3 separate regions of the Ovis aries genome follow, and all the other regions are linked to region 3. The links are chromatin contacts, called in public Hi-C maps. All regions are on one chromosome and are shown on one strand. Each heading gives the region's core, a stretch centred on a gene start, on an enhancer-like site or on the middle of the called end of the contact. The rest is flanking DNA. Distances are from core to core; before and after follow the strand shown.

Evidence for each region. Hi-C and Micro-C count contacts between places; a contact is called where the count stands out from the background.
Region 1: a contact with region 3 is called in a Hi-C map of skin fibroblasts, with 2.7 times the contacts expected there. The contact joins the enhancer-like site here to the promoter of ARL4C in region 3. A contact is called at or near these places in 4 of 16 Hi-C or Micro-C datasets (blood, skin fibroblasts and tail adipose tissue).
Region 2: a contact with region 3 is called in a Hi-C map of blood, with 3 times the contacts expected there. The contact joins the enhancer-like site here to the promoter of ARL4C in region 3. A contact is called at or near these places in 10 of 16 Hi-C or Micro-C datasets (blood, hypothalamus, liver and 5 more).

What each region holds. Positions count from the first base shown.
Region 1 is chr1:7,037,163-7,040,466 of ARS-UI_Ramb_v3.0, forward strand. It overlaps TRPM8 (transient receptor potential cation channel subfamily M member 8), which reads right to left. Exons shown (of 24, transcript XM_015091832.4): 18 at 3,054-3,195; 19 at 1,609-1,780. Among named protein-coding and RNA genes, the nearest start is that of SPP2, 55 kb to the left of the region's middle. Within about 2 kb of position 1,864, at least 4 of the 54 cell types and tissues checked have an H3K27ac peak or open chromatin away from gene starts, as enhancers often do.
Region 2 is chr1:6,904,372-6,907,772 of ARS-UI_Ramb_v3.0, forward strand. It overlaps a transcript of SPP2 not described here. Among named protein-coding and RNA genes, the nearest start is that of SPP2, 78 kb to the right of the region's middle. Within about 2 kb of position 1,275, at least 21 of the 54 cell types and tissues checked have an H3K27ac peak or open chromatin away from gene starts, as enhancers often do. A contact at or near this core is called in liver, where this site is marked.
Region 3 is chr1:6,574,025-6,577,182 of ARS-UI_Ramb_v3.0, forward strand. ARL4C (ADP ribosylation factor like GTPase 4C) reads left to right here and starts at 1,505. Exons shown (of 1, transcript NM_001162554.1): 1 at 1,505-2,083. The coding sequence starts at 1,505. The coding sequence ends at 2,083. It also overlaps a transcript of SPP2 not described here.

The sequences.
Region 1 (3,304 bases), core at 614-3,113, 460 kb after region 3:
AGATTATCACACTAAGTGAAATAAGTCAGAAAAAGACAAATATCATCTATCACTTATAGTGAAAGTCGCTCAGTCGTGTCTGATTCTTTGCGATCCCGTGGACTATACAGTCCATGGAACTCTCCAGGCCAGAATACTGGAGTGGGGAGCCTTTCCCTTCTCCAGGGGGATCTTCCCAACCCAGGGATCAAATCCAGGTCTCCCACATTGCAGGCAGACTCTTTACCAACTGAGCCACAAGGGAAGCCCTATCACTTATATGTGGAATCTAAAAAATGGTAAAAAAAAAAAAAAAAGAACTTATCTACAAAACAGAAATAGTCACAGGTGTAGAAAATGAACATGGCTACCAGGGAGGAAATAGTGCGGGGGAAGGGTGCGTGGTAAACTGGGAGGCTGATACACATCTGTGTGACAGGTGTTAACAGCCTAGAATGGGGGCCTTGGAGAAAGTCTGGGTCCGGAAGGGAAGATGAGGAGTTTTGCCTGGGAATCTTAGAGAAGGCAGTGGATGTAAGTGTCTGGCGCTCCAGGAGTCACTCTGGACTGGAGAGCCTCCTCTGAGCATGCTAGTCTGGCCCTGCTGGCTGGTGAGACGCCAGTCAGAGAAGCTGGTGCTGCTCCCACGTTACCAGCAGCAGAACTTAGAGGCTGAGATGCCAACTGCATCCCAGGTCACACAGCACACGAGTGACGGAACCAGGACTCAAACACTGCCGGTCACTGACTCTTTAGGTCACCGTGACCCGCCTCCCGTGGGACTAAGGCCACCAACCTGTAGGACTGTCAGGAGGACGAAACACACCCGCTTATGTAAAACGGCAAGTGCAGACTGGGGAACAGTAACAGCAAGGTGCCTTTCCATTGGCGCATGGGAAAGAGCTATTCTTAAGGTCTCGGAAGAGACTGCAGTAGCAGACAGCAGAAAGACCACGTGAGGCCATGGGGACAATTAAGAAAACACCAAGGAGCTGGGAAACACAAGCCTCGGCCGGGTGAACATCGCGGGGCTTTTCTTGTGGCAGGACAGAACGCGCTGAGCCCAAGCTACCGCCAGCATCACAAAGATGCTCTACAGTTTATCCAAAACACACGCCCCATGCTTTCCTTATGCCAACTGGCTGTGATCAAATTAATGCCATCTCTGCTGCCATTAACCTGCCTCCAGATAGTTGGCAGTGAGCTCATACCAGAAGCTTAAATTCCAGGTTCCAGGGCAAAACTTTTCACTATTGCACTTTTTGAAATAAATGGGTACCCTGTCACTCTGGACAGACCCACAACACTCTTTTCTACACCAGTGAGGATTCTGGCTGTCATTGGCCATGCCACTGTCAGAAATTTGAGAGACACTCTTTTTAAAAAGGTTTAAAATTTGCAGGCTGAGATGCTGGGTACAAGATTGCCAGGGTACATAAGATCCTGCTCAGGAGAAGGAAAAGACTTTGAGGGTTAGTGTCCACTGCCTGATGTTGGCCGGACTCCAGCAGCCTGTTCCTAGGACAGGTCTCAGGATCAAACCGGAAAGCCCTGGAGGCTCCCTGGGAGCTGGTTCTGGAAGCATCTTCCGCCTCCCAGCTGTCCCCACCCAAACCATGTCAGGCTCACCGTCCACATCGCTGGGCACTTGGCCAAACATGGCCAGGTAGGGCTCATAGATGACTGAGCGGAAGATCCACCTCCAGCGATGCTCGTTCTGTCTAAGGATCCCCTGCCTGGCCACACCGAAGGCCACCATCCACACGGCAAAGAGGAACAGGAAGAAGAACACGTCGATCAGCTGTCGAGGGAGGAGGACAGGAGGGCAGAGTCAGGACTGCACCAGGGCGGCTCGACCGCTCCGCTGACCACGGAGAAGGGCAGAGGGGCCCCAGGGACCTAAGGCAGCCAGCGTCATCCGCTCACCAATTTTTAAACATGGCCATCATCACCCCTGGGTCTCGGGGCATCCACGGACGGATGCACCTTTGCTTGCAGGTCCCCAGGCCATCTCAGCAGCAGAGACTTTCTGAATGAGACCAGCCTGGGAGCAGAAGAGGGCCTCAACTCCGCAGTGCCCCCCTCCTCTCCAGCCGACCCCTGAGCTGTTGCTTTTTTTTTTTTAAGGAAAATAGAAGCTTTCCTTTTTAGACAACAATGCATCGTTTTATTGTTTTTAATGTTCTGCACACATAGCATGACTTCATGGTGACTCGATGCCCCAGATATGCTTTGAATTAAAACCACAAACTCAAAGGAGCTCAGCGCCGGAAAGGAACCTCAAGATGAGCTCATTCAAACGCCCATCTGATTTAAAGACAAAAACACGGAGGTTTGGGTCACGTGGGAAACAAGCTGGGAGAAGCAACATGGTCAGTGTGCAATTATCTTTCTGTTCTCTGGCCCCATGAAATGGGCCTGGTGGTGCTTCCCTGAGGTCTGTATTACGTGGTTATAAGATTAAAGTTCCAGACCTCGCTGTGCTTCTAACTCACTGCCTGTCTCCAGACAAACATGTGAACCTCCTGAACCCAATTGTCCACATCTGTGAAGTGGGTGTGAAAGTCCCTATCCTGCCTGCGCACGCGTGCTCAATCAGGTCCGACTTTGTGACCCCATGGACTGTAGCCCACCAGCCTCCTCTGTCCGCGGGATTCTCCAGGCAGGAATCCTGGAGTGGGTTGCCATTTTCTATTCCAGGGGATCTTTTCCACACAGGGATTGAATCTGAGTTTCTTGCATCTCCTGCATTGGCAGGTAGATTCTTTACCACTGTGCCACCCCTAGTGAATACTTAAGACTCAAGTGAGAGCACTTGGTAACATGGACAGTCTAAACAGAGATCTTTACTAGTAATGTGCTGAGTTATGCAGTTTGCTCCCAACAGTCATCTTTCATTAAATTTTAACCTGGAAGGGGCCCCTGAGGAAAACAGATCAAAAAAAAAAAACAGATGCTACTGATTATGAAATGCAACCATCCCTCTGTGGAGAAAAAGTTCCTCTCGGCAACAAAAAGAACTCTGGGTATAGTCAGAAGAAGGACAACTAACCACAAACACGCCTTAGTCTTACCATCCTCTGCAACATTATAATCTTGGGTCCTAAATTTCTGCTGACCGTGAAAATGTGAATCAACCTCAGGGTGAATATAATGTAATCCAGGCAAAAAATCACTCGTCCCGAGTACAGTGAGGTTTTGTTAGAAGGGTGGAGCCTGTGGAAAGAAGGGAAAGACTTTGTGAGATGCGGACCAAACATTTCAAAGCTGTGCTCTTGTCTCACTTTTATTTATTTCTGGATTTTATTTGCTAGTATTTTTTTTT
Region 2 (3,401 bases), core at 25-2,524, 330 kb after region 3:
ATATTGGGAGTTTTGACAGTCCATTTGATCTCATTATCTGAGTCTATAATCTAAAGATGTGGACGAACATTTACCGGGAATAGTTAGATGCCCTGGAAATGCTCCACTGAGCATGTCCATGAACTCTGTTAATTATTTACTAGTCTTAATAGGTTTCTGTTACAGTTTACTTGTTAGAGATCATTGCTGGCTCAGCCCTGGGTCTGGGTTGAGGCGCTTGTTCCCACAGAGGCTCACCTGGGAAGAAGGAACCACCAAGCCTTGCCAACATCCCCGAAGGCCTTTGGCTTTGTCTCGTTTGTCTGGCCCCTGAACTGGCGGCAGAAGGCCCTCACCTCTTCTCCAGCAGCAGAGGCAAGTCAACCCCCGATTTCTTCCTGGAAGCAACTCAGTGAGTCTTATGGTGGGTCATCCGGTCACATCCCATCTGTTGTATACAGCGGCCACTCGGCCTGAGCCCTGCCCCTAGATGGAAGGAAGCATGCTAGAACACGATCAAGGGCTTCCCTGGGGGCTCAGTGGAAAAGAAACTGCCTGCCGATGCAGGAGGCATGAGTTTGGTCCCCAACTGGGAAGATCCCACATGTCATCCCCAGCTAAGCCGGTGCTCCACATCTATTGAACCTCTGCTCTAGAGCCTGGGAGCTGCAACTACTGAAGCCCACACACCCCAGAGCCCGCGGCTCCTCAACAAGAGAAGCCACCCCAATGAGAAGCCGCCACCCCTGCTGTGGGGAGCAGCCCCCACAGCAGCTAGAGAAGAGCCCATGCATCAGCACAGACCGGGCACAGCCAGCAGAAGAAAGAGAGAACACGGACAGGCAGCATCGCACATGGCTCACAAGCACCACACTGGGTATTTTGCTAGAACCTTCTCTCCCAAGAGTCCTCCCTCTTCCCAACATTCCTATGAGAGAATCAGTGGGGCCTCCGCGGCCGCATGAGGAAACCCAGCCCATGTGCTCTTTGGTAAAGGGGGTGACGTAAGCCCCTCGGTGCCCACCTTCCCCTGGGCAGCACGGCTGTCTCTTCCCTTTGCATTGACCTTCTGGCTGGCTTTTGCCGACCTCGGGGACGGCACACACTCCTCCACGTTAGAAAGTCTCCTTTGATGTCTGTGCAGGTGATGAACGTCTGCAGAACTCTGAACACACGCGACAGCTGTTATAACGAGAAGCAGAAACGGGAGGAAGGATGTGGTCGTCCCTGGCCGGAGTGAAACACGCTCTGGGCCGGGCGCCTCATCCTGAGTCACCAGGCCGCTCCCTGCTGTGTTCTCATCAGCTCCGGGGCCTGTGAAACACATTGATGGTTTCCTTTCCTGAGCTCAGCAGAGGCCCTGGCTCAGCTCTCCACAGTTTAGTAGAAAAGACTTCAATGTGTAGTGAGTCCAGGGTATTAAATTTCTCTTTTTATAGACAGTCCAGCAAACAGTGAGAGCCTTTAAGGAGAAGGTGAAATATGAACTGCAACATGCTTTTCTGATCCTGTGTTCTTTTGAGCTTGAGCCAACAAAGTAGCTAAGGATGCTGCTGGTAAATGCATTGAAACCTTTGCTGTAGGGCCGCTGATCATTCTCGAGTGTCTCTTCTGCCCAGATACCTTCCTGCTCCACCCGCCTCCTTGCGGAAACCAAGGCAGTCTGCTATCACAGGAGCCAAACCACAACGTCTATGGCCCATCCCGTCCTAAGAGGATTTTTGTGGCCCTGATTATGGGGTGAATTGTATGGCCCACCTTCACTCCTACAAATTCACGTGCTGAAGCCTTAATCCCCAGGACCTCAGACTGTGACTGTATTTGGAGAGAGAAATATATATATATATATATGTTTTGGCCGTGCTGGGCCTCCATTGCTACACGTGGGCTTTCTCTAGTCACAGTGTGCTGGCTTCTCATTTCAGTGGCTTCTCTTGTTGTAGAGCCAGGGCTCCAGGCAGAGCGTGTGGGCTCAGTAGTTGTGGTGCCTGGGCTTAGCTGCCCTACAGCGCGTGGAATCTTCCCAGACCCGGGGCCGAACCCCTGCATTGACAGGCAGACTCTCAACCCCTGGACTACAAGGGAAGTCCCTGGAGATAGAGCCTTTAGTAAAGTAATTAAAGTGAAATGAGGCCACGAGGGTGACTCTAATCCTATCTGGTCAGTGTCCTTGTAAGAAGACATTAGGACACACAGACCTCAGGGGAGTTCGTGCTCACAGAGGAAAGATCCTGTGAAGCGTCAGCAAGAGCGTGGCCATCTGCAAGCCGAGGAGAGAGGCCTCAGGGGACACCGACCCTGCTGACTCCTTGTTCTTGGACTCCCAGCCCCAGAACTGTGAGAAAATATATGTCAGCCAAGTCAGCCACCCAGACTATGATATTTTGTTATGACATCCCAGGCAAACTAATACAGGCACTAAAAAAACTCACTCTTTTTCTGATGTGGAAAAAAAAAAAAAACTTAAAATATCTTTGACTCTAAAAGCTTATTTTCTTCTGAGTTTAAGAGGAATTGCACCATTTTTGTGGGCCCCCTGAAGTATGGCGAGCTTTGAGCAAGGCTCCCCTTGTGCCTGATGGAGAAGCCAGCCCTGCCGTTATCCAGGGCACCTGGACCACTCTTCGCTGAAGCTGGGTTTCCCACTGATGCTGGGTTTCTCCCAGGGCTCTCTGCACATCAGCTTACATTTTATTATGAGCCCAAGCCAGGCCGCTGGGATCAATGAGCTTTGCCAGTTCATAATCCAGCCTTCCCCAAGAATCTTTGAGGGGTGAAGCAATTTAGAAGCACCTTGATAAACACCAATTTAATAATCAGTAACGAGGCCTCAGGTAACGATTCACAGTCAGAACAACGTCACCCCTAGGTGACTGCACCCCAGCAGTGGGCAGTCTCTCATGCCCCTTGATTAAACTCACAGATGCATTTGAAATCAAAATAGGATTCCAGAGGTGGAAATGACTTAAAAGAGATCACAGAGAACATTTCATTTACCACGATGCAATTATACAAATTTTATGCGTGGCTTCAATAAGACTGGAAGGTTATTTATTAGATCAAGAAGCCACTTGAGCTCTTTTATTATTAATACATTGACATTGTCCCCCAGTTGCGCAGGGCTTGGACAGGTCTGTGGCTCAAAGCAAGAAGATTCTGCCGTGAAGTATGGGCCCACCCAGGGTAGAAGGGGGTGGACATGCCGGCCGCGGGAAGTATCTATAAGAACAGAGAGGCACAAAACAGGCTAGCACACGCAAGGCAGGCAAGTGGGTGCAGGAGAGTTGAGGCACAAGAGGAGAGAGGGCTCAAAGGCAGAAGGGGCTAGACTGGTCCTAGGGGGCTGTTAAGGTTTCCATGGGGATAAGCTTCTCAGAGTCCATTCCCAGGAGATCCTGACATTTCCAGAACAGGAAATGTGA
Region 3 (3,158 bases), core at 255-2,754:
GCCCCTGGAGCACCAGTCGCTGGAGGATTGGCTCACCTGTGGGCAGGAGGTTCTCAGTTCTCTAAGTGCCATGGGTGGTAGAGGGTGCTCTCCTGAGATGCTCACGCTTGACCTGGGATGTCCGCGCAGACGCTGGAGGTAGCAAAGGGGCTGTCTGGGGCTGGTGAGTCGCCGGAGCTATCTGGGGACAGACAAGTCTCCTTAAATGAAGCCAGGCCTCCGGGGCGAAATGCGCGCAGGTCTGCGCCCCAGGGCAGCGGGGATCCCGTGGAGACCCCACCCCATCCCCCCGGAGTTCTGGCAGGGAAGTGAGCCAGCGTACCAGCGAGGGTCAGTGTCCTGGGCACCGCAAAGGCCACGTGCCCGGGCTGGCTCCCTGCGGCCCACGCCCTCCTTTCCCCTCTACTGGGTGGGGGAGTCTGGGGGTCGGGGCCCTGATCCACAGCCCTCTCTCCCCAGAGGGGGCACTCTCACCCCACTTCTACCTTGGATGGTCCCCAGTCCCTCGGGCAGGGCTGCCCCGGCCCGCCTTGCCCTGGACTCTGGATCCCCAGCCCTCGCTCCTGGAGGCCGGCTGCGCCTCCCACGCTGCAGTCCCGCCGGACAGTCGGTCCGGCCTGGGGCTGGCTGGGCGTGGAGTTCCGGGAGCTATTTTTACAAGATGCGTCAGAGGGCCGAGGCGGGAAGAGCCGGCAGCTCGGGAACCCATTATCTGGGTGCGGCGCGGGAGGAGACGACCAGGGCGATTTCGAAAGCACTGAAAGGCGCGAAAGCGGCCCGCCGGGCTGGGAGGTCCACGCCCGACCTGGGGCGGGGCGCGGGGGGCGGGGCGGGCGAGGGGCGGGGCCGTCGGTACGAGGGCACCACGAAGGGGCGGGGCCATAGGGGCGGGATGAGGGGCGGGGCCTCCTAGGGGCGGGGCCGGGCGCCCTCCTGCCGCAGCAGGCTGCCCGCGGCGGCGGTGGCGGCGCGGGGACTGCGGGGACAGCCAGGCGACCGCGCAGGCAGCGAAGCCCGGGGAAGCCCACGCCCCGCCTGCGCCTCCGAGGCTCGCCCTGGGAGTGGGATTGGCCCCCCGGCGGCGCCGCCCAGGCAGAGGCGAGCCCTCGGCGCTCGGAGCCCGGAACCCGCAGCCGCGGAGAGCCAGGGCAGCGGCTGGAGCGCGGGGGCGCGGCCCGAGGAAGCAGCAGAGAGAGAGCCGGGGCCGGCGGGGGAGGGCGACGGGCGCGAGCAGCCCGCGGCGCCGCAGCGGAGGAGACTGCGCGGGAGACAAAGCCCATCGAGAGAGACGCGATGCCCGGCCGGCGCGGGCGCGGGGGCCGCGGTGTCTGAGCGCGCCGAGCCGTGCGCCCCGGGTACTCCAAGCCCAGGCCGGTGCCGGCGGCTGAGGGCGGCAGGCGGGGCCCAGGTGCGCCCGCCCGCGTCGGGCCCGTAACTGCTCCGGAGGGCGGGGGGCGGCGCCCTCCCGCCGCAGCCGCAGTGGCCGGCGCCGCAGCGAGGAGCCATGGGCAACATCTCCTCCAACATCTCGGCCTTCCAGTCTCTGCACATCGTCATGCTGGGCTTGGACTCGGCCGGCAAGACCACGGTGCTCTACCGGCTCAAGTTCAACGAGTTCGTGAACACCGTGCCCACCATCGGCTTCAACACGGAGAAGATCAAGCTGAGCAACGGCACGGCCAAGGGCATCAGCTGCCACTTCTGGGACGTGGGCGGCCAGGAGAAGCTTCGGCCGCTGTGGAAGTCCTACAGCCGCTGCACGGACGGCATCATCTACGTGGTGGACTCGGTGGACGTGGACCGGCTGGAGGAGGCCAAGACAGAGCTGCACAAAGTGACCAAGTTCGCCGAGAACCAGGGCACGCCGCTGCTGGTCATCGCCAACAAGCAGGACCTGCCCAAGTCGCTGCCCGTGGCGGAGATCGAGAAGCAGCTGGCGCTGCACGAGCTCATCCCGGCCACCACCTACCACGTCCAGCCGGCGTGCGCCATCATCGGCGAGGGTCTCACCGAGGGCATGGACAAGCTGTACGAGATGATCCTGAAACGCAGGAAGTCCCTCAAGCAGAAGAAGAAGCGGTAATGCTCCGGGCGGCGACGTTACGGGGCTAGGCGCGGGGAGCGAGCGAGTCCGGAATGAATGAATGAAAGGCTGTGTGGCCCGCGCGCCCGCGAACAAAGACAGCGAACCAAAGCGACGCTTCGAATTTTTAAAGCGGAGTCTCTGCACCCACATGCAGGACTGGTGACTTAACCTGGGTATGTAGGCAAGCTGGCCAGCCTGCGCTCGACCTGCCCCCCCCCCCCCACCCGCAGCTCAGGGGTCCTTTTGTCTGAAAGCCGGAGCTACTCAGGGGGTGGGGGACCCGGCTGGGGAGTGGACGTGCAGGTCCCACCGTCCGCCCTGCTGGCCCAGGTTGGAAGGCTCAGATATCCGAGACAAAAGCAATTTCCTCCTACTCCAGCAGGGCCAGAAGTTCAGGCTCCCCCGCCCTCACTGGGGATCGCACCTGTGAGCTACCTGAGGTATGCGGCTCCCAGAACCCCGGGAGTTCCCAACTGGGGGCACGGTGGCAGTGGGAGGTGCTGGGGGAACAGCCTCTCCTTGGGCTATGAAAGCTGGATAATTTTATGTCACAGGGCAGGACCCTGTGAAAATCCATTTGCCCTGCTCTGGGCCCAAACGAGGTGGTGGTTTGGGCCATCAGAGGACTGCGTGGAACAGTACCGCAGCTGGAAGGCGCGGGGCGCTGTGCTGGCCTGGGCTGGGGGATGGCCGCGAAGAACGCCCCTTTCCTGGTGCTTTGTGGTAGCTTCAGAAGACCAGTTTTGTTGAGAACTGCTTTTCAGCCTGGAATCAGACATCTTCCAGATGGTTTGGACCCTGTCCATGTGTAGGTCATTATCACACAAAGAGACCAATAAAAAAATTACAAACAAGAAACTGTTGGAGGTGGTGGCAAATGATGCATTTACTCTTTGCAGAATAGTTAAAGGTGTTTAAAGGGTAAGGCTCCTGACGTCAGTGCTGGATGGGGTGTGTGTAGATACAGTGCTGTGTAATCGGCATACATTTCTAGACCCATATGTGTGGAATCTTCAATTTTTTTTTTTAGCCTGCTGATTGGTTTGTGTGAGCACACCAGCTGCAGATGTGT